4 separate regions of the Mus musculus genome follow, and regions 1, 2 and 4 are each linked to region 3. A link is a contact called in public promoter capture Hi-C data. All regions are on one chromosome and are shown on one strand. The core of a region is the stretch at or near the end of the contact, and the rest is flanking DNA. Distances in the headings are between cores, read along the strand shown.

Region 1 (6,584 bases), core at 3,883-6,382, 350 kb after region 3:
GGAAAGAGACTTTGGTGCTAATTTTATGGATGACACCCCACTCACTCAGCCTTCCCTGTGCCTGCAGAGATGCCCTGAAGGCACCTCCAGGGACTCTCAGGATCCTTCTAGAACCAAAGGCTGAGTTACTTGCTAGAGCTCTTCCACATTTTCAACTTCGAGAATGTATGATTCCCGCATGCCAGGTCTGTGAGACTGGAAAAGGCAGGCAGAAATGCAAAGCTGAGAAGTAGGGTGGATTCAGCAGGGCTTCTCAAAACACCTACTTCCAGGATTTTCCTACATAGAGGACCCCAAGAACTCATTGCATGCAGCAATCCTCATCCGGTGGGAGATTCCCCTGCCAATTTCCTTCTCTGAGCCTTGAGTTGGGGCTAAAATACCTACTTGGACAGAGTGTGGTTAAATCAGATGAAATAAAGGGCAGGAACGCTCAAAGCACATTATGTACCTTCATAAAAATGGGTTATATCCCTGTGTAACAAGTAAATACACAAATAAATAAGATAATGTGATCAAAGTAATTTTCACATAAAATTTTGTAAGTAGTCATTGTTATCAGTGTTATTATTTTCATTAAGTGGATCTTGGAGATGCTACCAACTTTTTTGTCCCAATTACCAAGAAGCAGCATATTACAGCAGAAAGGTAGGTTCTGCGGATCTTCCTCGGAAAGAGCTTGGAACCCTGATCTGTATGCAGATGTGGGTAAACTTGTCTGACTACATCTGTTTCACACTATTATTCATCAAAACTTCCCTGTAGAAGCAGACCCATAATTCTCTTTTAGACTAGTCCTCTGAACTCTGCTCTGGGCTGTAAAATGACATTTCTTGTGCCAAAGTACTCATAAGACCCAGGTTCTGAATGAGAAATAGGTTGAAAACCAGAGTTGAAGGCAGACTTGACCCTGAGAAGGAGGCAGGGGTATGCACTGGGGCAGAGGCATCACGTGGCCTTGCTTCTTCTCTCACTTGCTGTCACTCTGCAGCTGGAGTCTGCTATAGAGCATCCAAAAATCTTCCATCAGGATGGTGGCTGATCCTGGCTGCAGACTGGCATGGGGACCGGAATCTGGCCAAGAAAATAATCCATTCTATGGCTTCCCCTGTTAGTGCTGAATTTAGAATTAGAATCATCCCTTTGGGTTACAGACTGTTTTATTACAAGGGCTATTTTAGAATTGAGAATTATCTTCTGGGGATACTATTTAGCCTTAACAGCTTAGCATGGGTTAGGGTATTTTGGATTGTGCTGGTACAGAATCATAAAAGGACCTTTCCCTACTGTTAGACCCCAACTGAAAAAAAATAGCTCTTGTGTTTCAAGCCAGTAAGCTTTCAGAATGGAATGTATTCTGCTACCTTCAGGCTAGGACTAGAAGCATACAACAGTTCTGGGTCTCCAGCTTGGTATGCATTTGGTTGCAATGTTGTGTTTTGCTTTTGTTTTTCGGTTCTGGAAATCCCACCTAGTGTTTCATGTATGCTAAATAAGTGCTCCTTACATACACATTGAGGCACACTAACTGTACATCTGTAGTGTCTGAGACTTTACAGCCTCCATTGCCATACAGCTAAGTCATTGTTATAAATCCCCAGTATCCTTTCCATTCTGCCTTCTAGTCCTTTCCTGTCTTTTCTCTTCCTGTCTCTGTACTCACACCCATACCACACTTTCTGTTTCTCCGAAGAGCCTTGATTGATACAGGTGTGGTAATATGTCAGTTACCATTATATTTAGAAATGCGTATGTCAGTGTCCTGGCTAGTCTTGTGTCAACTTGACACACAAACCAGTGGTATCTGGAAGAAGAGAACCTTGATTGAGAAAATGCTGCTATAATCAGGCAGCAGGGCATTTTCTCAATTAATTATTGATGGAGCTGGATAGTGGTGCTCAGCCCATTGTGGGTGGTGACATCCCTGGGCTTGTGGTCCTGCATTGGATAAGAAACCAGGCTAAGTAAACCAAAGGAAGCAAGCCTGGAAGCAGCACCCTCCATGGCCTCTGCATCAGCTCCTGCCTTGAGGTTCTAGCCCTGCTTGAGTTCCTGTCCTGACTTCCTCCAACGAAGGACCATGATGTGGAAGTGCAAGCCAAATAAACCCTTTTCTCCTCAACTTGCTTTCTGGACATGGTGTTTCACTGCAGCAACAGAAACCCTAACAAAGACCTTGAGATATTAACAAATAAAATGATGTCTGATGCTTGCTTCCAAATAATACTGGTGTGAAGAATGGAAAGAGATTTAGATTAAATCAAATTGCTTATCTATTGATTACTGCAACCACTGAGAGATGAAAACAGGGTGTCCTTATGCTGTTCTCTCTAGTTTTGAATATGATTCAATATTATTTAATAAAAAATGTAAGATGGAAGAAAATAACTGTCTCTGGTGGGTAACAAAAGTAGAGGTAATTGAGAAAGTTACTTTTATTAGTAACAAATGCTATAGAATCACTTGACTAGTATATGTAGGTAAAAAAAATACTATATCTTAACTTTTTTAACTGAAGAAGAGCTACAGTGATCCTAACGCTTCAAGATAAATTTAGATTCATTGGGAGCATCAGTGCTTCCTTCTACTGGGCGCTGTACTGGAATCTTTGACTTAGTAATATGATAAGAAGAAGAAACGTGAGCTAAAAAGATTGAGGCTAGATAACAAAGTGAATGCTGTTGCCGATAATATTCCATGCCTAGATAATTTGCATACTTTAGAAATATAGGAATACGATCCGAAACCCAGTACTGTCCCCATATGCTGGCAATGAGCAGTGAGTTAATAGGAGATACAGTAGAGCACAGAAACACGAGTAATGGAAGCAGAAACTCGGGGCAGATTGAGTCAAGTCGTCTTAAGGTGGATAGACTTGTGAAGAAAGCTATGGGACATTACTGAAGGGTATTTAGACCTAATTAAGACCACACAGAATACTGCTTTCCCCCAAGATTTGGTGCTTCTTACCTAAGTTCAACAGAGATTTCTGTGGAGTTGGACTGACAAAAATTACGATTTTTCAAAGTTTTGGAAAACAGCTTGGCAAGAAAAAGGGGAGAGGGGCTAAAGAGGTGGCTCGGTGGTCAAGAGGATTGACTGCTCTTGCAGAGGACCCGAGCCTGATTCTCAGCACTCAAGCCAGTGGCTCACAGCCACCTGCAACCACAGTTCTCGGGATATCCGATGCCTCTGGCCTCTGAGGGCACTGTACTCACATGCACACATCCCCACACAGGCTCACACTTACATACATGAATACATACTACATACTTACATTTTAAAGGATAAAGGGTAGGCTCGTTTTTTGGTTTACTATATATTAAAGCTTATTTTCAAATAGTAAAATATTAGAAGAGAGATGGTGGAACATATTAGATAGAGATCCTAGAAATTGTCTCAATAAAAACATTAAAATTTCATAATTATTCAGGTAATAGATAACAATGAATTGCTAAATGAAAGGAAGAACTGATATTCCCTGGGAGAAAAATGTTAGAGACTCAATCATACATTCACAAAAGTAAATTCCCAAAGCGTTTCAACCCTAAAAGTGGAAAACAGTGCTGGTGTGTGTGGGGTGGGGGTTGGGGAGCAGGGATTACCGCAGGCGGGAATGGCTGTCTTCTGTAAATAGAGAGCATAAGGCACAAAGGATTGAAATAAGAAAAACTACGGGGCTGGAGAGATGGCTCAGTGGTTAAGGGCACTGACTGGTTAAGGGCACTGACTGCTCCTCCAGAGGTCCTGAGTTCAATTCCCAGCAACTACATGGAGACTCACAACCCTCTGTAATAGGATCTGATGCCCTCTTCTGGTGTGCATGAAGGCAGAGTACTCATACACATAAGAGAAATAATGTTGTTTTTTTTTTTAAAAAGAAAATTATAAACTAAATCTAATATTTTTCCTTAATGGACACTTCTAGAGTGAGTTTGCATAGAGGTGGGAATGATCCAGCACAGAGGATGAAAATAATTGGCTCACAAACAGCGAAATTCTGGAAGAAGTAGAAGCCAGGGCTGCAAAGCACAAAAGATGAAGAATTTGTGACATGCACGGCAAGAAGAACAGTCTAGAAAAGATACTAAGTGGTTATGTGGGTGCGTGGTTTGGTCAAGGGGTTCGAATCAGCTTTGATTTAAAGAGCAAGTTAAAGGGATCCTGCCTTCCATGAAAGGCTTTGATCATACTGTTGCAGCTCCTCGTGAATTCTAACCTACCTAGGGAGTCCTAACAGTGTGAAATTCCGCAAGATAAAGTGAATTGCCCAACCAATACCTTGTGGTGCCTGCCGTGTAGACTTTCTCAGGGCCAGGTGGTATTTACTTGTTTGCAATCAGCTGCTGCCTTTCAGACAGCTCCAATCACATCAGCTTTGGTGAAAATAATGTAATTATCTTAGTTTAACTTAGCTTCTGTTGTGGCACAGAACAACTGCACACTGGTCTGTTCTGGTTCTGTGCTGCTGGTGACTAGCTCTGCAACCTTCTGAGTGACATAATTTCTACAGAGTGGTCAACGACACCCCTAGCTCATGAAATGTATCCCCAGAGAGGCTAGAAGTTCAGATTTAGCCTGGAGATGCAAACTCTATTTGGAATTTCTCTAATCACGCCAGACTCCCGGGTCTAGCTCCTTCTATCATCTCCTGACACACACCCCCAGGTCACCCAGTCACAAATGTCCTCACTTTTCTTCTGCCTCCACAGCTCCAAGTACCTATCCTAAGAAAAATGGCTGTCACATCTGGTTTTCCAGAGTGGGTTTCTTCAGGGCATGCTTCTCAGCCATTTGAGATCTTTCACACATGCCTAGGGCTCCCCGCAGCAGCACTGTTGTGTTTGGGAAGCTCTCTCTCTCTCTCTCTCTCTCTCTCTCTCTCTCTCTCTCACACACACACACACACACACACACACGCAAACTCACCTGTCTAACGAGAGTTGAGGGATCAGGATGGCAGTGTAGGTGAGTTTGGTGCTCAGTGGATCCTGGCTGCCAGAAAGAGCTAGCTTCTCGCTTCTCCTACATTTCCCTGATCCTCCTCCTCTACAGTCCCACCCAGCTCCTCAGCCCCTCCCCTCAGTACCCCCTGTCTGAAGAGAGCCACTGAGTCTCACTCCACCCTCCTCTGCAGGAGCCAACCGACAAGCGGCAGCCTCTGGACTAGGAATCCAAGAGCATAAAACGCTCTGAGCTGCTGCGTCTGCTCATGCCTGTGTTCAGTCTGCTCATGCCTGTGTTCACCCTCCGGTGAGAGCGCGGTGGGAGCACGCCGTGGCTTGGCAGGGGTTTCCAATACCTGCAGGCACCGCCCATGGTCCTGGACCTCACCTTCAAGACAACTTAGAAACGGCTACTCTCTCCGATTCCAAAAGAAAGTTTGGACAAAGTAAATTTGGGGTGGATTTGGGAGATGGCAGCTGCTCCCTTTGCTTCCTCGGTGTCACCTCTCAGAAGCCCCCACTTCCAACCTCCTCCAACCTTCCCATATTAACACCCACCTCCCAGCCCGCCTTTTCTTTCTTTGATTCCCCAGCCTCTATGGGGTCCCGGTTCTGCTCCTTACTCCTTTCGTTCTCTCTGTCCCTGTCTGCTGAACTATCTCACCTGTTTCCAAGCCTTCACTCCACCGTCACCCCTCACCTCCCTTCTTTCCCTCCACCTCTAACCTTTCTCTCTCACTATCCAACTTCTTACTTGCACCCACACCGTCCCTCCATCCACCTTCCCCTCCTTCTCTCCCTCTAAACCTAACCATGGATTCTGAGCCTTCTTGGACTGCTACCCCCTCCCCTGGGGGCACCCTGTTTGTCCCCAATACCACCACACCCTGGCTGGGTAGGGATGAAGAGCTAGCCAAGGTGGAAATTGGTATCCTAGCTACTGTCCTGGTTCTGGCCACAGGAGGCAACCTGGCTGTACTACTGATTCTGGGCCTCCAGGGCCATAAGCGCTCCCGCATGCATCTGTTCGTGCTGCACTTGGCCCTGACCGACCTGGGCGTGGCGCTTTTCCAGGTACTGCCTCAGCTGCTCTGGGACATCACCTATCGCTTCCAGGGCTCTGACCTCCTCTGCCGGGCTGTCAAATATCTACAGGTGCTCAGCATGTTTGCTTCCACTTACATGCTGCTGGCCATGACGCTGGACCGGTACCTGGCTGTCTGTCACCCTCTTCGAAGCCTCCAGCAGCCCAGCCAGTCCACCTACCCTCTTATTGCTGCTCCCTGGCTGCTGGCTGCCATCCTCAGCCTCCCTCAAGTGTTCATTTTTTCGTTGCGAGAGGTGATCCAGGGCTCAGGGGTGCTGGACTGCTGGGCAGATTTCTACTTTTCCTGGGGCCCGCGGGCCTACATCACCTGGACCACCATGGCCATCTTTGTGCTGCCCGTGGTGGTGCTCACAGCTTGCTATGGCCTCATCTGCCACGAGATCTACAAGAACCTGAAAGTCAAGACACAGGCTGGCAGGGAGGAAAGAAGGGGCTGGCCCAAGTCCTCATCTTCTGCCGCTGCTGCAGCCACTAGGGGGCTGCCGTCCCGGGTCAGCAGCATCAGTACCATCTCCAGGGCAAAGATCCGA
Region 2 (6,971 bases), core at 771-3,270, 380 kb before region 3:
ACATGTTAAATTCTCTCCTCTTGTCTATATGTTTTCAGCCCTGATTGACAGGCTCAACCACACAGCGAGTTCCTGAACATCATAGACATACATAATACATATCTGTAATAATTATATATACACAATATACACTCACAGCCACATCATATACTCACATGTCACAAAGCACATCATATATCATAGAACACATGTCACATGTCTACACACCACACAGCACCCATTTACATAAAGCATGCTGCACATTTGTACAGGCCACTGATCTCCCACATTAGCAATATGCTGACATCCACACTCTCTCATACCCACTGTAATACTTAGCATATTCACTCATAAACTCCCTCTCTCCTGTCCTTCATCTAGCCTACCCCAGGACTTCAAGGCAATCCTAACCATTTAACCAGCTAATGGAGAGCCCAGCTAGCTGTTGGATGGGTGTGGACCACTGCAAAGAGCTCTCTCCATGGAGAACTGTAAGGCACTGATCCTAGCTGAAACTGCCCTCAGTCGGCTACTCTAACCAGGAGGCAGAGACTGCCCTCTGTCCACTTGGCCTGTTTGTTGGCTGGAGGACATCTCATGCCCATTGCTCTGAGCTAGTAGAGACCTGGAGAGAGAAGGGCAGGGCTGGGCAGAGCAGGGAAGGCAGCCTGCACCCACACATTTCCTCTTTCCTCTTCCTCTGCACCTGCTCTGGGCTCGCACTCAACCTCCAGGGCTGAGGACATCATTGTGTTCTGTTTTGGAGAGCATGTGACCAATCTGGTGTGTAGGCGTGAGGAAGGAGTGGTGTGCAGGCAGCCAGCCACCAATGAGCCTAAAATAGTGTGGACAAAAGTGACTAGGAAGCCTAGACTAGGGGTACCATTGGCGAATGAAACCCCCGACCCAAGGAAAACCTGGGAATCCTCTGATAAGTTACAGCTTTGCACACCTGAAAGACCATTAAAGCCAAATAGCCCATGGTAAAGGGCTTTTATAGCATTTCTACATCAGTGATCTCTGCTGTGCACCAGACAAGACAGTGACCATACCCAAGTGACCAATGAGAACACAGGCTCAGCGAAGCTTGCCCAAGGCGAACAAAGTCAAGCCTGGACAAACCATTTTGTCTGAAGCCTGAAACTGTTTTCCTTATTCTCAGCTTCTCTACTCTCCATCAGTGAGCCTCACTCACCCTCGCCACTGGGTGTCTTGAAAAATGGCTCGACCAGACTGCCAACCCTAAGGGCAGAGTTTGCTATGTGACTTGTCACACCTGACTCTTAGCATTGTCTTCTGCTTATTAGACAGTGGCTTGTGCCTCTGCCAGAGGGAAGCGCCTTTCAGATACCACTGTAAGAGAATGAGGCCTAAAGATTAACTGAGGCCCTGAGCAAGCTGTGCCTAAGACCTCAGGAATGATAGTGTGCATATTGGAGTACCAGAGGCTATGTGTCTCACCTCCATCTGTTTTCTAGATAAATGTAGTTCAGACAAAAGCAGTAGACTGCACAAAATCCATGGCTAATATCACTATAAATAGTAGGTGTTCACAAGTACTCATGGGAGGAGTTACAGAGTGAGTTCCAAGACAGCCAGGGCTACACAGAGAAACCCTGTCTTGAAATACCAAAACAAACAAACAAACAAAAACAAAAAAACAAACAAAAACAAAACAAAAAAAAAACCCAGGTGACTTTCAAAGCCTAGCTTTGGTCCACAAAGGCTTTGTTGTTGGGAGAGATGAGTTGGTGATGAGCTTTGTTGTCCTGAGGATGGAGAAACAACAAATGCCTCTAGCTCAGAAGTCAGTCGGCACCTATGAATCCTGGGAGGTCCCTTTGAGAAGAGGGGGCAAGGCCTGGCAGCTGCTCAGGCTGAGAGCTTGGACCTGCTCACTCATTTTTATGCAGTACGTGTTTTCTCAATTCTTGATTTCCGCTATGGTTCGCTGGTGTTTTCTTTTTTAGACAAAGACTAGCTAGCAAACAAAACAGATTATCATTTCCTCATTTTAAGTCCTTGCCACTCAAAGAGGTCCAGCATAGCTTTCAAGCACCCAGTTGTAGAAGGCTCCCAGGTGATCGGTGTGTGTCAGCCTCACTCCAGGGCCTCCAGGGAACCATGGACTTTTGGCTTTGGTTACTTTACTTCCTGCCAGGTGAGTGCTCTGAGGAAACACTTCAGACTTAACTACCAGGTTTGAATTAGCCAGAGGTAATCAGTTGACAGCCATCTCTGACCCTGATGCATCTGGAGAGTTGCAGTTGCAGCCGGGGCACAGAGAACAAGGGTGGAGACCTGTGAAGTGGATGCTGGCCACTCCCCACTCCTTCAGTATGCTTCCAGACTTCCACCCTAGACAGCTGTTAGATTTCTAAGGGTTGAACGTGTCACATATCTTAAAGACTCACTTTTTGGGGATCTTAAAATGTATGTCTCCAAGGTTTGTTCTTCTTGTATGTATTTCTCCTCTAGATCTTTCTTCTTCACTCTGAAATTGGAAACTTTCAAATGAAGTCTCCCTAAACTATTCCCTTAAGCTTCTTATCTCAGCTTACAGCCACCTACCCAGCAATCCGCTTGAATGACCACCAAGATCTGGAATACATGCGCCTAATGCCTTGCCTAATATACTTCCCTGGTTGCCATACAAGCCAGCTATTCCATTTGTGTTAAGCGTCTCTAAGATTATAACGTCATTCCATGGCTCCCACTATCTACTAACTAAAACACACTCTCCTCCCTTAGAATCTGAGCTTATCATGCTCCCACGGACCTTCTTCCAGAGAAATAGACCTCTTCTTGGTACAAATGCTACAAATTCCCCCTCCTGCACCCTCCCTCAGGCTGTCCCCGCTTACCATCCCTGTTACTGTCATTACTCCCAGTTTACCATTATTACCTGGCTCTTTGCAGGTCATGGCAAACCTACCTATCTCTCACAGTCATTATTCCCAAGCACCTTCTGAACCCCAGCCACAGCCATGTCCTATTTCGGCTCAGTGTGCTCAGCTTATTTAGTTTGTCAGGAATGCCTGCTTTGTGATAATTAAGCTTTGCTGAGGATTTGACTGGATTGAGAAATGCTGAGGTACTAGTCAAGCTTACTTCTGGATGTAATTGCAAGGTCCTTTCCAGAAAGAATTCAGCAAGGGGAGAAGACCCCCTTGCCTGCGGATTTTACTATCCCGTGGGCCGAGGTCACGAACAGAATAAAAAAAGAAGAAAGAGAAAGGCTGCAGAGGACTGAGTTCACCTTCCTCCCATTTGTTGATCGACCTACCAGCCCACCCTGAGATATAATCAGGCAGCTTCATACTTCTGCTACCATAGCTTCCATGCCACGATGGTCTAGAGCAGTTCTCAGCCTTCCTAAAGCAGTGGCCCTTTAATACAGCTCCTCACGTTGTAGTGACCCCCAGTCATAGAATTATTTTCACCGCTACTGCATAGCTGCAGTGTTGCTAGTGATATAAATTGTAATGGAAACATCTGTGTTCTCTGATAGCCTTAGGTGACCCCTGTACTCTAAAGGGGTCATTACCCATAAGCTGAGAACCGATGGTCTCAAAACTGTGAGCACAAATACACCTCCCCCGCCCCCCACTGAACTTTCTTCTCGTCATGTATTTTGTTGCAATAATGAGAGAAAAGTGACGAATAGAGTAAATTGATAACTAGAAGTGAGGTTACTGTTGTGAAAAATCTGACCTTGTGGTTAATAGGCCTTCAGGACTAATTTTCAGGAGGAATTCTGAGATGTGTGGGTGATCTAGAGAAGGTCGAGGATGTTATAAGAAGAGGTTAATTGGATCATGCTGGTGAAAGCACAAAGGACCAGAACAAAATAAATAAATCAGTAAATAAATAGATAAATAAATACTGCTCACAGGAGAACAAGATTCTATCAGAAATTAGGGCAGGAGTCATTTGTTGTTCAAGGTATTAAAGAATCAGGCTGTGTTCTGATGGTGTCCTAAAGTTGTTTGACAGAGGAAATGTAAATGTGGCATAACATTCAAGCCATGGCGTGGTTACTGCTCACAGCGCTTACCCAGATTTACAGTGAGAGAGAACACAAGTGTGTGGGAAATGGGCTTCTTGGCAAAGAAAGGATCTCGAACTCAGCGAAAGCTACAAATAGAGCTGACCAAATGGGTCCAGACAAAGCAGCTATGATTCTTAAAGAGTTAAGTGCAGTTAAGGAATGTCTTAGTTAGAGTTAGTTTGCTGCAATGCAATGGCATGACCAAAAAGCAAGTTGGGGAGGAAAAAGTTTATTTTGCTTGCCCTTCCATATCACTGTCCATCATCAAAGAACCTGGAGGCAGGAGCTGACGCAGAGGCTGTGGGGAGGAGCTGCTTACTGACTTGCTCTTCATGGCTTGTTCAGCCTGCTTTTTTTGTTGTTGTTGGTGGTGGTGGTAGGTTTTTTGGGGGTTTGTTTTTTTTGTTGTTGTTGTTTGTTTTTTGTTTTTTGGTTTTTTTTTTTTTTTTTTTTTTTGAGGCAGGATTTCTCTGTATAGCCCCGGCTGTCCTGGAACTCACTCTGTAGACCAGGCTGGCCTCGAACTCAGAAATCCACCTGCCTCTGCCTCCCAAGTGCTGGGATTAAAGGCGTGCTCGACCACTGCCCAGCCTCAGCCTGCTTTCTTATAGGAGGCATTTTTTTTTAATTGAGGTTTCCTTCTCTTAGACTTTAGTTTGTGTCAAATTGACATAAACTGGCCAGCACAAGGAGAAGCCTCAGACTTTGCCATGGCACAACAGGAAAGATGTATTGAGCACAGTATTCCATCTCCCAAACTAGAGAGTGTAGTATTGCAAACTTTTTTGACAAGCTTTCATTGGAAAGGAGAGAGCTTAAGGAGAGAGAATCTTCAGGCATGGTGCTAGGAGATTGCTACCTCAGGAAGTGTTTTCTCAGGATTCTCCTCAAAGAAACACAGATCCTGTTCTAGCTGTGGTCCAAGGGGGCCACGTTACATCTCAAGCTTGTAATAGAACTTGGCACTGTGCACACGCAGCTGCCCTTGCAGATATACAAAACCTAAGAGTGAACGGACATTGAAGGCCAACACCAAGGGTCTCAACAGCCTCTGAGGCAAAGTCTGGCAGGGTTGGCTTCTCTGTACCAAGATCCTGAGATGGTAGCTGTGTGGGTGTGGAAGAGAAGCAGTGGAGACTCCAGGATATTGGGGATTCCAGAAATGTGAGAAAATCACATCACCAAGGAAAGCTGTAGGTGCCAAATGGAGCCTTCCTGGTGAGGGACCACATGTGTCATAAGCAACAGAGAAGGAATATATGGATTTATCATGATATGAACATACAATATTCTAATTAACAGTTTATTCTAATAAAGAATATTCTAAATATTCTAATTAATGGTTTATTGTTAGTCTTGTGTTCTTAAGACAGGGTTGGCCTCTAATGAGCTATTTAGATGAAGGTGACCTTGACTTCCTGACCCTCTTGCAGAGGATCTCAAAAGCTAGAATTAAAGGCATGGGCCACCAGGCCTGGTTACATGGGCCTGAGCTCAGGTTTCTGTGTGTGCACTGTAGCAGCTGAGCCATGTCCCTACCCCTGATGATTTCTTTGAATAATTACATGTATGATATGCTGGCCTTTGATTACTAATACTGCCCTCGGGCCTACAAATATTGGGATAGGCCTGTCCCTAGTGCTCAGTACAACTATAGACCATACTGAATGGAGCCCTGTGGGAAGGTCCCTCATGACACAAGGCAGAATCAGAGGGTGTGGGCTTCAACTTTACCTAGACTACTAATAAGAATGTGACTTGTGAGAGAGAGAGAGAGAGAGAGAGAGAGAGAGAGAGAGAGAGAGAGAGGTTTATTCTTTTAAAATTGTTATTGTGTGCACACCACAGCACACAATAAAATGTGTGGGGATCAGAGGAAAACTTTGGGGAGTCATGACACAGCTTCTACCTAATTAAGGCAAGGTCTCTCTCATTGTTTCTGCTGCTGTGCTACACACTTTAAGCTGACCTATGCACTCCCAGGCAATCCTCTTCTCTCCACCTCCTATCTTACCACAAGAGTGAGGGGATTACAGTCACTTATCTGGCATTGTACAAGGGTTCCAAAAACTGAATCAGGATTGTCAAGCTAGAGGTTTTACCCCCTGAACCATCTCCCTGGACCTCACAAAATTTAATCTTGATTCATTACCATGAGGATGAGTTTGGTCTCCTGCACTTGGATGATAGTGTTATTTCCTAAAAGTACAAATCTCTTTTGCAAGCAGGCAGGTTTATAAAGAGAGATGAGGTGTTCTTTTCTTGCTGTTATTAGATATTATCTTAAATATACAGTGGAGTCCAAAGACCAGAGCCAGTTTGGTGCCGTAAAGACAAGACTAGAAACAAGCATGTGTTTAGTTGAAATCTAACCCATTAGCATCTGTATGTAAAAGGTCCTAGAGTAAATGAAAAATAAAAAGGTCCTAGTGTAGAAAGAAAAGAGAACACACACAAAGAATCAGTCAGGTACCAAGCACTGAGAGGGAGATGGAGATGAGTAAGAGAGGAGCCAGCGCAAGAAGAGCTATGACAGTGTGGCACTTGGGTGGTGCACAAAAAGCGGTCCTAGGAAGGAGAACTCAGGTAGGTCAAATACTGCCAGAGATGACAAGTAAGTGACCGCCAGAGACAGCAACCAGGACAGCTGTGTTGACCCAGATGAGAACAGTTTAGGTGGACGTTTAGAGACAAAATTCTGGTTGAAGTTGATCAAAGAGAAATGGAAGGGATGGATATGAATTGGATGAGGCATTTGAGAAAGCACATAGAAAAGACTGGAGGAGATGCAGACATCATCTAAGGGTTTTAAAGGTGCCATCATCAAGGTCTGTGCATGAGTTACTGCAGGACTGAAGAGAGCGAAAGTCAATGATACAGCAAAAAGGGGGGTGGGGGCCATTGCAGACAGACATTCTAAACCAAAGAAGGCCATGCTTGG
Region 3 (7,226 bases), core at 1,925-4,424:
TGCTGCTCGGAAAGGCTTCTCTCTCTAAGCCAGGTGCAGAGGAGTCTCGGACACGGGACTGTGGGTTTCATCACAGCTGGCTTCCACCTGAGGCGCTAGGCAGGGATGCCATGTCTAGAGGACACTTCATACCTAAACTCCCAAGATATACTATCCGCTTCCTGCTTCCAACTCCACCACCAAACAAAGCTTGAAAACCGTACCCCATGCTTATGCTATGTGGCAGAGTGAGCCCCAGGTAGCCATTAATGGTCTTAAATGGGAGGAGACAATGGTCACACTTATATCTAATTGGACGTTCATTGTGTACCCTGCCAGGCACTTTTCTAATCAACGTACACGTATATGATTACTACACTGAATCCCCACATTAACACGATGCTGTAGATAAGATCATTATCCACGCTTCTTAAAGACAAGTGAGGGCAACACAGAGATTCATGGGGTCACACAGAGACTAAGTGACATTTCGGATTCAAAGCCGGGACTTTGGTTCTAGTTTGAGGTGTGCGTGTGTGCCTGTGTCTATGTGTACGAGTAGCTAGGGTTGGCCAGTGAGGGCCAGACAGGACTCTGCCGGTCTCCACTCACCGTCCAGCACTGAGGTTACAAGCATGTGCTACCATGCCTGCTTTTATTTATTTATTTATTTTAAATGTGGGTTCTAAGGATCCAGTTCAGGTCCTCATGCTTGCTTTGCCAACTGAGTTGCCCCCCTCTTCCCAGCTCCAGGATTACCTTTTAAAACATCCTTTTCTGACCCATGCTTTTCAAAAATGAAAATAAAACAAATAAACCCTCTCAGAGAGCCAGACCTCAGCTTAGCACCAGATGTCTGGTGAGTCTGTCCTGCACACCAAAACTGTCTCAACTTTCTCTTGGTCAGCCGAACACTCACGGTTAGTTAAATATTAAAAAAAACCAAACAAACAGAGATTCCTTTCTGTGGCCTTCCTGACTTCAGTTCTGCTGCCTCTTTGGTGTTCAGGCATCTCTGGCTGGTAGGAAATCGACTACTCAGGGGCCACAGGAACCCAAGAAAGTGAAAGGACCTCAGCAAGTCGCAGGCCAGTGGGGATGCCTTGTGGAAGGAAACGGCAGGGAGGACACTATTTCCCAAGTGCTGGAAACTATTTAGGGACGGAGCAAGGGAAATAAACAACTCTCATGTGGTATGAGGATGCTCATTTCGTCATGGAGTACTGCACAGATACCCACAGAATCCTGCCAACACAGCATCATTGCTAACCAGAAGAATATCACAAACTCAGAGTAAAGCTGACAGTCCCTCAAAGTCTAAACAAGCGGGAATTGCAACAAGCATATTCTCACAGACAGTGCAGCTTCTGGAATTTGAGCCTTAGTAGATCCATAACAGTGAATCCACTGCCTCATCCTCTGTGTCCAGGGCTAGTGGGTACTGCAAAGCACTCAGGAACACGGAGGGAGATAAAGCTAGCAGCGGGCCCAGAGGTAAGTTGCACTGGATTCGTCTGCAGGTCAGCAGCATTTACAAGGAACAGCAGCCCGTGCACAGGACTCTACATGCCCAGCCTTCTCCTTAACAGGCACCTGTATGGGGGATGCTCATGGTAGGAAGAATAGTCCCCCTTTTTCCTTTCACATATTCTGGAGCGGCTGAGGGGGAGCTGTTATGGGCTAGAGTGAGGGTAGTAGTGCTAGCTGCTGCTGTCCAGTGTTGCAGTCTGAAGGAGGCAACAGAGGATGGCCCTTTACCAAAAGATGTGACTGTAATCCATGTCCACAGATGATTGCCGGAAGCTGTCATTGCACTGCGTGCTTCATATGTTCAAAGGAGCTACGTAAACACACGGGTATGAGTATCCTCTGGCAACAGCAGATCCCTGGGTTGGTGGGGAGGAGACTTATACAGGGATACAGACTCACCATTGGCGAGAGGTAATGATAAGCCCTAAAAAGAGCGCAGACTTGCTCAGAAACTCTCTATACTGGTGCCCAGTGTTACAGTAAGATTGGGAGAAGCCAGCAGGCCAGTGGGGATGCCTTGTGGAAGGAAGGAACTGGCGGGGAGCTTAGTGATTTTAGGGCTGGAAGGCGGGTGCAGGGGGACAGGAGGAGGAAGAGGAGGCCACGAGGCACAGTCACACACTGGAGCAGAGTATAGAGCGTTGAGCCAGGTGTGGAGGGCTGAGGAGGCCTCAGGTGCAGGTGACCTTGGCATCTTTCAGCCTCACAGCCTGCTTCCATTCAAAGCCTAACCAGGCTTCCCATGCCAACAGCTCCCTAGGAGGAAGAGCCTGAGAGAACCTGAGGTGACCACCGAGTCATCTCCCCATTAACCCTAATAAGTGTCAAATACTCACTTCGTTGTCAATATCACTACCTCATTTTTAAAACTCACAACTAAAGGAAGAAGAGGGTGTGCGTAAGACACAATGACCTTGTGGAGAGCCATCAGTCCCAACCTACAAACAAGCTTGTTTACGCGCACGGGGGAGAAGGCTCAAACCCGTCTGAGGATACGTAACTGTACACATACAACTACCTCTGGTCAGTGGGCAGCCATTAAAGGATGCCAGGCAGTGACAGCAGCTGTCTCCAAAGGTAACCTGCCTAAAAGTTCGGACTGGCCACAAAAGGCAATGGCCTCCTCTCCCGGGCTCAGAGCCCTTCACCTCGCGCACCTTCCCCGCCCTCACTCACTAGCGCAGCGCAGCGCCTGCCGCAGCACCTCTCGTCCGCACAGGTCACACCAGCCCGGACCGCCCCGCAGCGCCAGTTCCACGAAACGGTGCCCCTCGCCTCTCTCGGCCAAGACGCGGGGATCCTGCGGCTGCTCGAAGATGCTCCTCACGTCGCGGGGTCGGTGTGACCCAGGTCGCAGCCGCAGTCTCGGCTGCAGACCGGGCCGGACAGGGCGAGCGTGTCGGCAGTCTCGGGGCGTGGGTTCGGGGTCCCTCCGGCCACTCCTCCTGCCACCGCGATCCTCTGACGCCCCGGCCGCGGGGATCAGGGCCGTGGGGATGCAGCGGCGCGGCCGGGCGGGAGGTGGCGGCTCGGTGCCACCCAGACTCTGCAGATACCGCGGCGGCTCGGGATCTAGGAGCAGCGGGTAGGGACGTTGCCCGATGGCCGGGGAAGCCATGGCCAAGGCCCGCAGGCGGCGGCAGCTACCGAGCCTGGCCAACAGAAGGGGCGGCTCCGGTCGAGCGCGCTTTTAAAGGGCCCGCAGCCCGCGGGCGGGGCGGGGCGGGGCGGAGCCCACCGAGAGGCCGGAAGGGCAACACGCGTGACTGCGGGTCGGAGCCGCGTGGATTTAGGAGTGACTCGGCGACTAGGCGGTGGTGAAGGTCCGAGCACCCGAGAGGCTTCGCGAGCTCGGTAGGCGCCGGCTCCTGCGCCTGTCTTCAGCTCTGCCCCGTCCCCTCTGGGCGTCTCCCAGGGCGCCCTAACACCGGCGGGGCGGGGAGCAGGTGGGAAGGCAGGGCTTTGGCAACCTGGTGTGGCCCCGGGACAGGAGCTAGCCCGCCGCTGTCAGTAAGGCGGCCCGCGGATTCTCCGAGCTGCCCGTGGGAAGCTGGCTACATCAGCTCTCTCCCTTCTCACCTCTGCTACATAGACTGCCCCTCCCCGAAGACTGGGATTAGAGTGACTGGTGATCCTTGGTGATCCGGTGATCATGAGAGACCTCTCTGTGCCCCATGGGTGGACAGGAACTTTCCTCCCGAATTACGCCCCTCCCCCCTTAGTTGCTGGAGTAATCACTGCGGAAATGAATGCCAATCCCTTACACACCTCCTTTGGTATGGAAGGTCCACCTGAGCAGGGGCGCAGGGTGGAGAAGTCCGCATCCTACCAGCACCAAGGGGTGCGCCATAGGTTCCTGTCTGGCTTAAGGTTATGTCGCCACCATCTTGAAAATCCTAATTCTTAACCCGGCCTATTCTTTTTGCACTGGGTCTTGAAAATTATGTAATGGTAATAACTAGTGGGCCTGTCCACAGTGCCGTCTCAAGGGATAGAGAACAGGTGGGACTGTGGATTTTCGAACCTGTGCCCGGTCGGTCGGTCGTAGGCTAGCAAGGGTCCTGGGCCCTCTACAGGCTGGTTTTGTAGCTGCAGGCGCCTTTGCTCTTTCCAGTTCTGCGGTTCTGACTTAGGCCTAGCTCACATTCCCGCCTCCCCCTGCCCCCCTTAAATTACAGGTTTGATTGATTTAGTGGCAGCCACCAGCAAGCAACTATGGGAATAGAGTCACTGCACCAAATTCAAAAATTCTGTATTTTGGGTCTCAACAAACCACTGGTAGAAATATTGGGGGAGGGGCATGTCTATAGTGAACATGTACACACTCTTTCTCCTTACTTATTAAATAATACTGGATAGCAATGATTCATATACACTTTCACAGTACCGGTGTTTAATATAGGCGGGGTTAAAATGCATAGGTTCTCTCTGCACACAAGCTACCTTATAAAAGGGATGAGAACCCTCAGGTTAGAGTATTGGGAGCAATAATGTATGTATAGAATGTGTGGGGATTCTGAAACCAGACCTGGAATTGTCTATAAATTCGCCTACATTTTAATCTCCAGGGTTCTTTCCCGGCTAGTGATGGGTCTCCCCCTAGTGTCTGGCTGGGGAATCCTCACTTTCACTTTTCCTCTCGAAGGTAAATTTAGGCAATGGCTAAAAGTCCAGTGACCAGGGAATCCCCAGCCTTCCCTGCTCCACAGCCTCTCTCCCCACCCCCACCCCCGCACCCCTCCCCCAAGTGGTGGTAATCAGAATCCTGCTCCTTTCAAGTGGGTGGCAGAGGAAAAGTTCCTGGTCTCTGGGCCTCGTTTTATTCACTGGTTTCTGGGGAGTGGAAAGAAGGACTCCAAACTGATAAAGTTATGATAAGGCGGTGGGCACAGAGGCCACCACTCTGCCCCTCCACCCTTCCTCTTGCTCTCTTTACATCCGTGCTCCAAGCTTTGGAGGCCAGCCAACCCTAGAGGGCTTTTAAAATCACAGCTTGCTGGCAAGTTCCTGTGTCAGTAAGTCTGGGCTAGGATGCTAGACTTGTATTTCTAGCATGTTCCCATAGTAGCATTTGTGCTGATGGTCCACTGTGAGAACTATTGCTCTAGAGCCATAGCAGAGTGGAGGGAAAGGACCTGCCTGTTCCAGAGCTGGGTTCCTTGTAACTGAGAGAGCCCAGCAGGAACTCTTCCTTGGCACTTTCTCCCAAAGTGTGATGGGGGAAGTGCAGCCTGGCTTTATACTCTTTTCCTCCTCCTCTCTAGGGTATCTGCAAGCAGCTCTCTGGCTTCTTGCAGAAACCTGTATTGCATGTAAAAGTTTGCTTTGTTTCTACCCTGTGTCTATTCATCTTCACAAGGTTGGAAACTTGTACCTCTCAGGGGTGCCATCTTTTGGGTACGACCGGGGACAGAGACCAGCTTGAGTGTGGGGTGATGGTTTGGTGTGTAAGTAACAGGATTCTGGTAACACACAGCCCTGGGAGGCCAGTTCTGAGACACTATTTATGAATAATAGCCAACAGCCATCATCTCTGTCCTTCCCTCGCCCAAGCATTCCAAGGGTCTGTCGTTTGTGGCTGACTTCGATTCCCTGGCTGAGAAGGCTCCTGTGAGGACACCAGTGTCAACTGTCATAGACTGAGGCTGGCTGGGACAGTTAGGTGTGCAGCATCCCCAGCATGGGGCTACATAGAAGACACTCTGGTTTGGTTTTCCTGTGGCTCTGATTTGATGGAGCAGTGATGGCTGCTTCCAGAGCTGATGGGGAAATGACATGGAGCCAGAGCTCCTGGGATGAACACAGATGATGTGGATGGAGATAGTATAATGCCATGTCATGTGACCCACCCAAAACTTTCTCAACTTTATCTTAAGATCCATCTCTCTGAGACAAAAAAAAAAGTTCAGGGTGGGGGAGTAACTATCCCCCAACCTCAATAGGTATGGGACTCACCTCTTTAATCTTTTCCAATCCAGTCCCCTCCCATGTCCCATGATAGAACATCTCCTTCTCCTTCCAATACACACACACACACACACACACACACACACACACACACACACTCCTCCTCCAGGGAAGAAGTGGGGAAAAAAATCACCAAATCACTCAAACCCCTGTAGTTCAGGTAGAGAGACATCACCTGGGGTGATGGGTGCCGGGCCAGCGGCATCTTTGACTTTGTCCTTGGTCACCAGGCTTCGAGGTCTCACCACATCTGCTGGAACATCTACTGGGAGGTTTTGTTTTGCTTGTTTTGCTTTGCTCCTTAGCAGATCATCTTGGCTCAGTGTGGGGTGGGTCACTTTTCCCAGCTGTGACTCATTCCAGGAGAGAGGACATGTTGCTTTTATTTGTGACCAAGGGGAAGGAGTATGGTCAAGGCTGCTTCAGAGGTGGTCCGATAACATGTTATTTCCCCTGTTGGGTGAGTTATTTCAAGACTGTCCCCCAACCTCTCCCCTAACCTCTCCCCCAACCCCAGCCCCTAGCAAGAAAGAGAAGGAGAAGACAGACATAGCCTGATTTTCCAAGGGGGAAAGCAAGCTTTGCTTTTATCTGACTCTGAAGCATTTGAAGCTGCTTAAAGTCTCTGAAGGTTTTCGGAAGCTCTGGGGATATTGGTAGTCACACATAGGATTACTATGTCAGTCAGGATAAGTGATGTTGCAAATGCAGCCCCATATCTCAGTGCATCAGACAACAGAGACCTCTTTCTCACTTATGCCCCATGTACAGGACGACAAGCACTCGCAAGAGTCTCTCAGGACTCCTGCAGATCCCAGACACCATATCTAATACGGCCAGTCACTGTGCCAGGAGGAAATGGAGAAATCCCTGCTGATCCTCACTGGAGCTTAAAAATCTTGGTCGCTTCCATTCACAGGTCACAGACCATCCTACACAGGGAGAGCCGGCAGCAACTCCTCACTGTGAGCTCAGAGTCGGAGAAGAGCCGGGGTGGGGTAGCTGACCATCGGCACTGATAGCCTCTGCAGTCCTCAGGGACACAGAGCGGTTATTAATTTCTTAAGCCAGGTACTCCTCTAAGATCCACTGCGTATTAGGTGCTTGTTCAGGCACTGGAGGTCTGGCAGAGACACACAGTCATCAAGCTTGCTCTCTAGTGGGAGAGGCACACAATAAGCCATAGGTGGGATGCCTGTATACCAGGACTTGAGTGGTTTTGAAAACAAATGCAGCATTTTTAGGAGACA
Region 4 (6,799 bases), core at 1,452-3,951, 280 kb after region 3:
TCTCTCTCTCTCCCCGGAGAACCTCCTGCCCCTCCCCCACCCTGCCCAGCCTTTGGGAAAAAACTGCCAAATTAATGGTCAGCCCCACAAAGATATTCCTAAAGCCCTCTTCTAGTGCCTATGGCCCCTGACACTGCTGATCCACCTATGAAACCACCTCTGGGGTCAACTTACCACCTGCTCCACCCAAGAAACAAACGCCCTGAAAATTGGGGTGGAAACGCATGCTTCACCAGTCCGCAGAACATATGCTTTATGCTAATTTTCAAAATCCTTACCTTTGACCTGAGTATCGTACTCTGCGATGATCTCCTTATCCTTTTTGAATTTGGCTGGAGACGTCATGTTTTCCTTCTTTCTTCCAAATCCGAATTGTGAATTGATAGATCCACGGGAAAAATCCAACCACTGATATCAATGCCTCCAAGGCCACTTCTCCCACAGGCAGAGAAATGCCCCGCGGTGGTATCCAGAGCTCCAGGAGAACACGAGCGGCGGGATGGGCAGCCGGCTACTGCACACACATGCAGACTGTGGGCGCTGAGGCCGGGGGTGGGGAAGTGGGGGGCGGCGGCGGCTGGCTTAAGTACTAAAGCCCTAACCACAACCGCAGCATTAACCAGGAGAACTGCAGCGCCCGGAGGCTGGCCTGGGGTCTGACATCAACGACACAGGCTGGGAGTGGAAGTCCTTCCGCACAACATGGTGTAGGGGATGCGGGGGTGTGGACGCGCCCAGCTGTGTCCCTAGGAGGGAGTGGGTTTGTCTTGGGGTGCCAGAGGAGGGCTAGGCGTTCTTCGCGGGATTGTGTGTGTGTGTGTGTGTGTGTGTGTGTGTGTGTGTGTTACCAGCTCAAAGATTCTGCAAATCAAATCCCAAAAGGGTGCCGCTGCAGCGCAGAGTGGGTCGGAAGTCTTTGCTCCGGTTCACTAGCCTGTAAATGCAAGAAAAGGGGGGAGGGGGCGATCAGTCGGAGGGAAGATCCTAATCGCAACAGGGGTGGGGTCGGGGATGACACTCCAAGTCCAGCTTTGGCCCATTCATCTTGGCCTAACAACGCCCGCTCCGCCCGAAGACCCGGCGTGGCGATCAATGTAGGGAGGAAAAATGTTCCCTCCAGGTTTTAAGGCAGAAAGAGAACACTTTGGAGCAGCCGGCAGCGCGTGCTCCGGGCGGAGACTGCGGCGGGAAAGCTGAGCTGCGGGTGGGGACTGCGGCACCTCGGCGCTTTCCCAACCCTGCTAGCCCAAGAGGGGTCCTCCCGCCTAGCCCGCGACGCGGCCCCTGACCTCCGGCTGGGGCACCTCCCAGACATCTACAGGATCCATACCAGAGGGGACAACCAGATGGGCACAACTTTTCTTCCCCTGCCACCCCTCCTCCCAGTTGTTTTGTTTTTGGTAACTAGCTTCTCCTGGCAGCAAAACCGGGGAGGGGGGTGAGGGGGGTGGAGGGGGGACGCTGCAGGAAGGGCCCGCTCCGCACGGGACATCCAGGAAAACAATGTGGTCGGCAGAAGCAGGAAACGAGCTAGAGGCGAGGGTCTAAACCGGGAAAACCCGGAGATGGGAGGCGGCAGGCGGCGGTAGCCTTCCCCAAGCCAGGTATGAGAGTGACTCTAAATGGCACCCCCCCCCCAGTATTTTTTTTGTCCCCCAAGCCTAGGGATCACAAATACCGCACCCAATCCCAGTCGGGTGGGAGGCATCAGTGAGAGTCGCTCCGGGAGGCGCGAGAGGCGGCGGCAAGGAGGCTGAGGGAAGAGCTCCAATGCTGCGGCGGGCCCCTGCCTCCTAGGCCGCCCTGTCCCCGCCGGCGCACAAGCGGCTCCAGGCAGTGTCGCCTACTCCCGGCGGCTGGAGGAAGGGCCGCGCGCAGGAAGAGCGAGCAGAGGCCGCGCGGTGCGGGAGGACAGGAAGCAGGAGGCGGGCGTGAGGTGGGGTCCTGAGGCAGGAGAGAGCCCGGGCCAGCTCGAGCCGCCCAAGCTTGGACGACCAGAGAGGGCGCCGAGAGGACGGCTTTGGGGGCGAGGCAGTGAGGGAAACCGCGGTGGACCGCTGCAACGTGAAGTGTAGGATGTTGGCAACTTTCGGGACCCGCATGAGGTTTGGGTATCAGAGTGGGTGGAGAAGCCCTGGGAGACAGACTGGAGGGCTGGACGGAGAAAGCACCCTGCAAGCCGTGAGGAACACCCCATCTTTCCGGGTCCTGGGCTGGCAGCCAAGGCTAGGAGACCAGGGACGAGACCAGCGGACCGTTACGGCGAGGCCCCTAGGTGGACCCGGCCAACCGTGTGCAAAGGGGCTGCGGGAGGGCGGTGTCGCCGCGTGAGGACCGTCCTCGGCAGTGCAGGGATGGGCGGAGAGATGAACAGTCCCGAGAAGTATTATGGGCTGCACTGGGGGATTTGGAGGGCCGGGGAGGGCGGTATGAGGACCGCGGGCGGCGACACGGCTAAGGCGGCGCCGAAAGCAGCAGCATCCGCAACGCGTCCACCCGCCCAGTCCCGGTTTGTTCAGTCAGAGCAGCAGCAGCCGGGCGTACGGGGAGGGAAGGGGAGAAGGAGCCTTTACCTGGCTCTGCCGCGACCGGTCCCAGGCCCAAGGTTCCGCTTCCCACTTAGCGTTCTCCTCCCCGCCACCCTCTTCTACGCAGTTCGGCCCCCCAGTTCCCTAAGGAGACTCCGCCAACTCCGCAAGACCCCGCCGGGAAGCTGAACCCACCCCTTTGCCAATCACCGCCCGCCTAATAGCGACTGACGGGGACTATAGCCAATAGGAACAACTGATCCATAGACGCCAGGAGTAGAGGCGGGGCTGACGAAACTTAGAGGTGTGGCGAACACTAGCTGCCTAGGCGCAGTCCTAGAGTGAGCTCCTCCCCGGCCTGTGGAAGCCTAAAGTAAAGCTGATGGGCGGGATAAAATGGAAGCGACAGCCAAACACAAACTCTCAAGAGAAGACGGGACCAATCGGACCGGGAAAGGGAGGAGGGAAGTTCAGCCAATAAATAGTAGAGAACGGCCTGGACCTTAGTGTATCCACCAATAAGAAACTCGGGGTGTGTCTTCCAAGTTCACAGGGGGGAGGGTTTAAGCCGAGCAGATGCTGGCCAATGATCTTAGGGGCTGAGCTAATATTAACCAATCAGAGAGCCGATCTGATATCGGCACCGTTACTGGGGCGTGGCCTCTGAGCTCACGTCAGGAGAAGGCCCTTGGCCTTCCAATGTGGGTCTGGGGCAAATTCTAGTCCTCCCAATCCCTGCTCGGCGCAGGCAATTCAAACTGACAGCGGGTTAGAAAAAGCAGAGAAAGCGGAAGAAAGAGCAAAACCCGGCGTGTTCGCTGACTGACTGCAGCGCGAACTGAGCCTATTCCGAGGCTTCTCCCCTCCACCTCGCTACACCGCTGCTCACTTCGGAGCGACCGCTGTGGAAGAGACCTTACGGGTTACGGGCCGCAAGTGCGAGAGCTCGGCCGGGAGAGGACGCCGAGAGCCGTGGTGCAAGGGAGAAAGCCCACGGGCGAGCTCCGAGAAGAGGGAGCGGGACGGGGCCAGAGCCCGCGTGGAAAGGGCTGAGGGGCGTTGAATCCTACGAAGAAGCCGCGTGGAGCTGAGCAAGAATTGGAGCGCTCTGCGGGCGGAGCTCGCGCTGGGAGTGGTCAGAGAGGCGAGGCTTTAAAGGGAAGAAGCCCGCTGGGAACTGGGAAATCGCCCAATTCCGGAGCCGGGGTCGGAGCTGAAGAGTAGAAGATTCTTGAAGACCAGAGAAAGTTAAACCTGTTGCGGAAGTTTCCCTTCAACTCCACTTGTCTCTCCCCACCTTGAACTCCATTTCCCTTCCCTCCCCAAGTCAAAAGGAAGTAAAATTTGCTCTTCCTACTCAATAAATACTAAGTTTCCCTTTCCACCAGGAAAATAGGACTCTCTTCCCAGTTTTAGAGCGTAGAGAACGAGAGGCCTTCCGTCTTGATTGTTAGCCTGAGGAAATCAAAGTTTCCCCTTTCAAAATTCTGCACCTCTTTCAACGTGGGACGCTATGTCTACCAACAACTGTACTTTCAAAGACCGATGCGTATCCATCCTGTGTTGCAAATTCTGTAAACAAGTTCTCAGCTCTAGGGGAATGAAGGCTGTTTTGCTGGCTGATACTGACATAGACCTTTTCTCTACAGACATCCCTCCTACCAAGTAAGTCTGACGGGTGGCCCTTTAGCTGGACAGTGGATGGCATGGGTCCCTGGGAGTCAAGGTTATCATTTGGTGTTCTAGCCACTCCCACCAGTCTGATGATTCCCTTGGAGTTTATCTAAGTGGGCAGACTGTCTGGACAAAGCCTGTGGTTTGCCCAGCGTGGTCAGTACTGAGGTCACTCTTCCAGGCCCTTAGAGTCATGTGTCTGTGCATCCCTTATGTTGACTCTTAAGGCTCAATGCCATGTCCAAACACCCTTCCTCACTGAAGCAAGTCTTTAACAGCCACTTGGAAAGAAGTGTGTAATGATTCATTTAAAGTGAAATTCATGGTTAATAAAGATAGCAAACTTGAGCATTTTAAAACATAAGGAAGTAAAACTATACATAGAGCCTCTGCACCCCTTTGAAATATTTTGTGAATTTGCTTAGGTAGTCATCATTTATTACCAAGGTAAATGAGGTGTTATTTTGTTTGTGTAGGTGCACTTGTATAACGAAATAGCAGTAGATAATAAAACCGTAAAACCAAATGTCCCAAAGGTTCTATGATCCCAATGTTGTTTTAGTTAGATATGCTCACGTAAAAATCTGAAATATTCTATCTCTTCAACATAAAACTGTGGTCATAAGGAAGTCTCAGGTTGGGTTGTTACATGTTGGAGTCTAGCATAGAATCAGGTTTTCTGTATTGCTTGTTTTTCTCTATTGGAATTATAATCACAGTGGATTCATGTGCCAAGATGGGTGTGGATCAGTGAATGCATTGATTTTTAAGATTTATCTTATTATTTTGTCACTCTGTGTACTTGTGTGTATGTTTGAGGAGGGGTGGATATGGAAGGTACTCTCCAGGCTAGAGATGGAAGGTCCTCTGGTTTGGACAGTTGTGGGCTTCATGATATGGGTGCTGGGAAGTGACCTGCAGTTCTCTGCAAGAGGAATAAATCTGCCAAATGTCTATAGTAAGCACAAATATTACCCAACTCTTACAAAATTAACTATGATTATAGTTGAGAGTCTAATTCAGCTCTGAATTTATGAAATTTGCGCCAAATCACAACTAAAAGTGTCATTGGGGTACTGTGGAAAAATCAGGGCCCTGGCTGCAGGACTTTGAGATGGTAAAGCTGCTATAGAGAAACGATTTGGTGGTTCTTCATTCAATCAGAATTACCATATGATCCATATTAATTCCACTTATAGGTATCCATCCAAAGAATTCAGATGAGCATCTTGTATTTATAGCAGCAGCACCCACAATTTAAAAGATAGAAGTCATCTAAGTCCCCACTGACTCGTCCCATAAGTGGGTGCCCAGAAGGTTGCCTTAAAGGAAAGAGATCTTGTCACACGCTGTAATGGGGTGAACCTTGAGTACATTATGCTAAATGGGACAAACCAGTAACTAAACAACAAATATGGTATGACTCTGCTTATTTGAAGTATCTGAAGAACAATAGTGATAGCTAGGAAGTGGGGAGAGGGGAAATTGGAGGTTGTTATACAGTAAGTATAGAGTTTCAGTTTTGCAATATGAAAATGGTCTGGAGAGTCATCCCACAACAGTGTGATGATATTTAATACTTTTAAACTGTACATATTTAAAAGAAAGGTGGAATTCTTGGAATATAGCTCAATGATAGCATGATTGCCTAGCATTTATAAGGTCCTGAGTTCTATCCCTACTGACACACACACACACAGTTTTTAGAGAGGACATATGACAAATTTTTATCTCATTTTAGAATTAAAAGTCTTGGTATATTTGACTGTCTGTAAACTTTTTTATCCTCCAGCACAGTGGATTTCATTGGAAGATGCTATTTCACAGGAATCTGCAAATGTAAACTGAAGGACATCGCATGTTTGAAATGGTAATTTGTGGCACTGTTGTCAATAGCCTGAGTTTGGAAGGTAGATATTGACATAAAAACCCACAGAAAGATTCTGTAGGCTGCATCAGCATTGATATAACTTAGGCGTTGAGCCATTAAAAGAGCATGTGTTTTATAGAGCTATTTTTTATCTACTTATGTGCATGGGTATGTATATGTAACATGTGTGCCATGACATTGTGAAAATTTGTTCTTTCATTCTTCCACTAGGGATGCAGGGATTGAACTTAGGTCCTCTGGCTTAGAAGCAAGATCCATCTTGACCCATTGAGCCATCTTGCCAGTCCTAGAACTATTGTTTTGAAAGAGTCTTTGTGATACTTTACAAATACGATTTGTAGCTTTTCAAAGTATATTTGCAAATATCTGCTCCCCAATAAACCTGTGCAATCTAAAAGATTAAATCAATTAATAAATTAAATCAATGGAATTTACACTCATAAAAATCAGAGAGCAAAGGAGATGGCTCCACTGGTAATGTGCTTGCTGTGGAATGTGAGGCTCTGAATTTGACCTGGATGTAGTAGCACACACTTGCAGTCCCAGCCCCCTCTGGGGATCTGGAGGCACAAGGATCTAAGGAGTTCCCTCAACACCAGCCTAGCCTAAGTGACAAGCCTAAGGCTTTAGTGAGAGACTCCTGAATAACTGAGCCCCAGAGTGACTTGTGGTTTCCACATGCATGCACATAATCACACTACTTGAC

Evidence for each region. Promoter capture Hi-C pulls out the DNA fragments that hold promoters and counts their contacts. Capture Hi-C pulls out chosen DNA fragments and counts their contacts.
Region 1: a promoter capture Hi-C map of fetal liver shows a contact between it and region 3, with 3 times the contacts expected there. The contact joins the promoter of Avpr1b here to the promoter of Rassf5 in region 3. A contact is called at or near these places in 9 of 39 promoter capture datasets (the C10 cell line, the HPC-7 cell line, embryonic stem cells and 4 more), 1 of 484 Hi-C or Micro-C datasets (embryonic stem cells), 3 of 115 datasets of contacts at active chromatin or transcription factors (embryonic forebrain and embryonic stem cells) and 2 of 9 other capture datasets (embryonic stem cells and liver).
Region 2: a contact with region 3 is called in a promoter capture Hi-C map of embryonic stem cells, with 4 times the contacts expected there. The contact joins the promoter of Fcmr here to the promoter of Rassf5 in region 3. A contact is called at or near these places in 17 of 39 promoter capture datasets (the 3T3-L1 cell line, 3T3-L1-derived adipocytes, the C10 cell line and 12 more), 1 of 15 datasets of contacts at CTCF or cohesin (large pre-B cells), 15 of 484 Hi-C or Micro-C datasets (B cells, the C2C12 cell line, the G1E-ER4 cell line and 6 more), 8 of 115 datasets of contacts at active chromatin or transcription factors (astrocytes, embryonic forebrain, embryonic midbrain and 5 more) and 1 of 9 other capture datasets (embryonic stem cells).
Region 4: a promoter capture Hi-C map of adipose tissue shows a contact between it and region 3, with 4 times the contacts expected there. The contact joins the promoter of Srgap2 here to the promoter of Rassf5 in region 3. A contact is called at or near these places in 3 of 39 promoter capture datasets (the SN4741 cell line, cranial neural crest and neural stem cells), 4 of 484 Hi-C or Micro-C datasets (embryonic stem cells and muscle stem cells), 8 of 115 datasets of contacts at active chromatin or transcription factors (the SCID.adh cell line, bone marrow-derived macrophages, cardiomyocytes and 5 more) and 2 of 9 other capture datasets (adipose tissue and liver).

Annotation. Positions count from the first base shown.
Region 1 is chr1:131,593,982-131,600,565 of GRCm38.p6, forward strand. It overlaps Avpr1b (arginine vasopressin receptor 1B), which reads left to right and starts at 5,133. Exons shown (of 2, transcript NM_011924.2): 1 at 5,133-6,584. The coding sequence starts at 5,760.
Region 2 is chr1:130,863,757-130,870,727 of GRCm38.p6, forward strand. It overlaps Fcmr (Fc fragment of IgM receptor), which reads left to right and starts at 2,021. Exons shown (of 8, transcript NM_026976.3): 1 at 2,021-2,140. The coding sequence starts at 2,104.
Region 3 is chr1:131,242,004-131,249,229 of GRCm38.p6, forward strand. It overlaps Rassf5 (Ras association (RalGDS/AF-6) domain family member 5), which reads right to left and starts at 3,175. Exons shown (of 6, transcript NM_018750.4): 1 at 2,686-3,175. The coding sequence starts at 3,127. Gm28913 (a long non-coding RNA gene) reads left to right here and starts at 3,087. Exons shown (of 3, transcript XR_878525.3): 1 at 3,087-3,363.
Region 4 is chr1:131,524,660-131,531,458 of GRCm38.p6, forward strand. It overlaps Srgap2 (SLIT-ROBO Rho GTPase activating protein 2), which reads right to left and starts at 2,702. Exons shown (of 23, transcript NM_001081011.2): 1 at 2,574-2,702; 2 at 279-934. The coding sequence starts at 345. It overlaps Fam72a (family with sequence similarity 72, member A), which reads left to right and starts at 3,244. Exons shown (of 4, transcript NM_175382.4): 1 at 3,244-4,193; 2 at 5,995-6,072. The coding sequence starts at 4,042.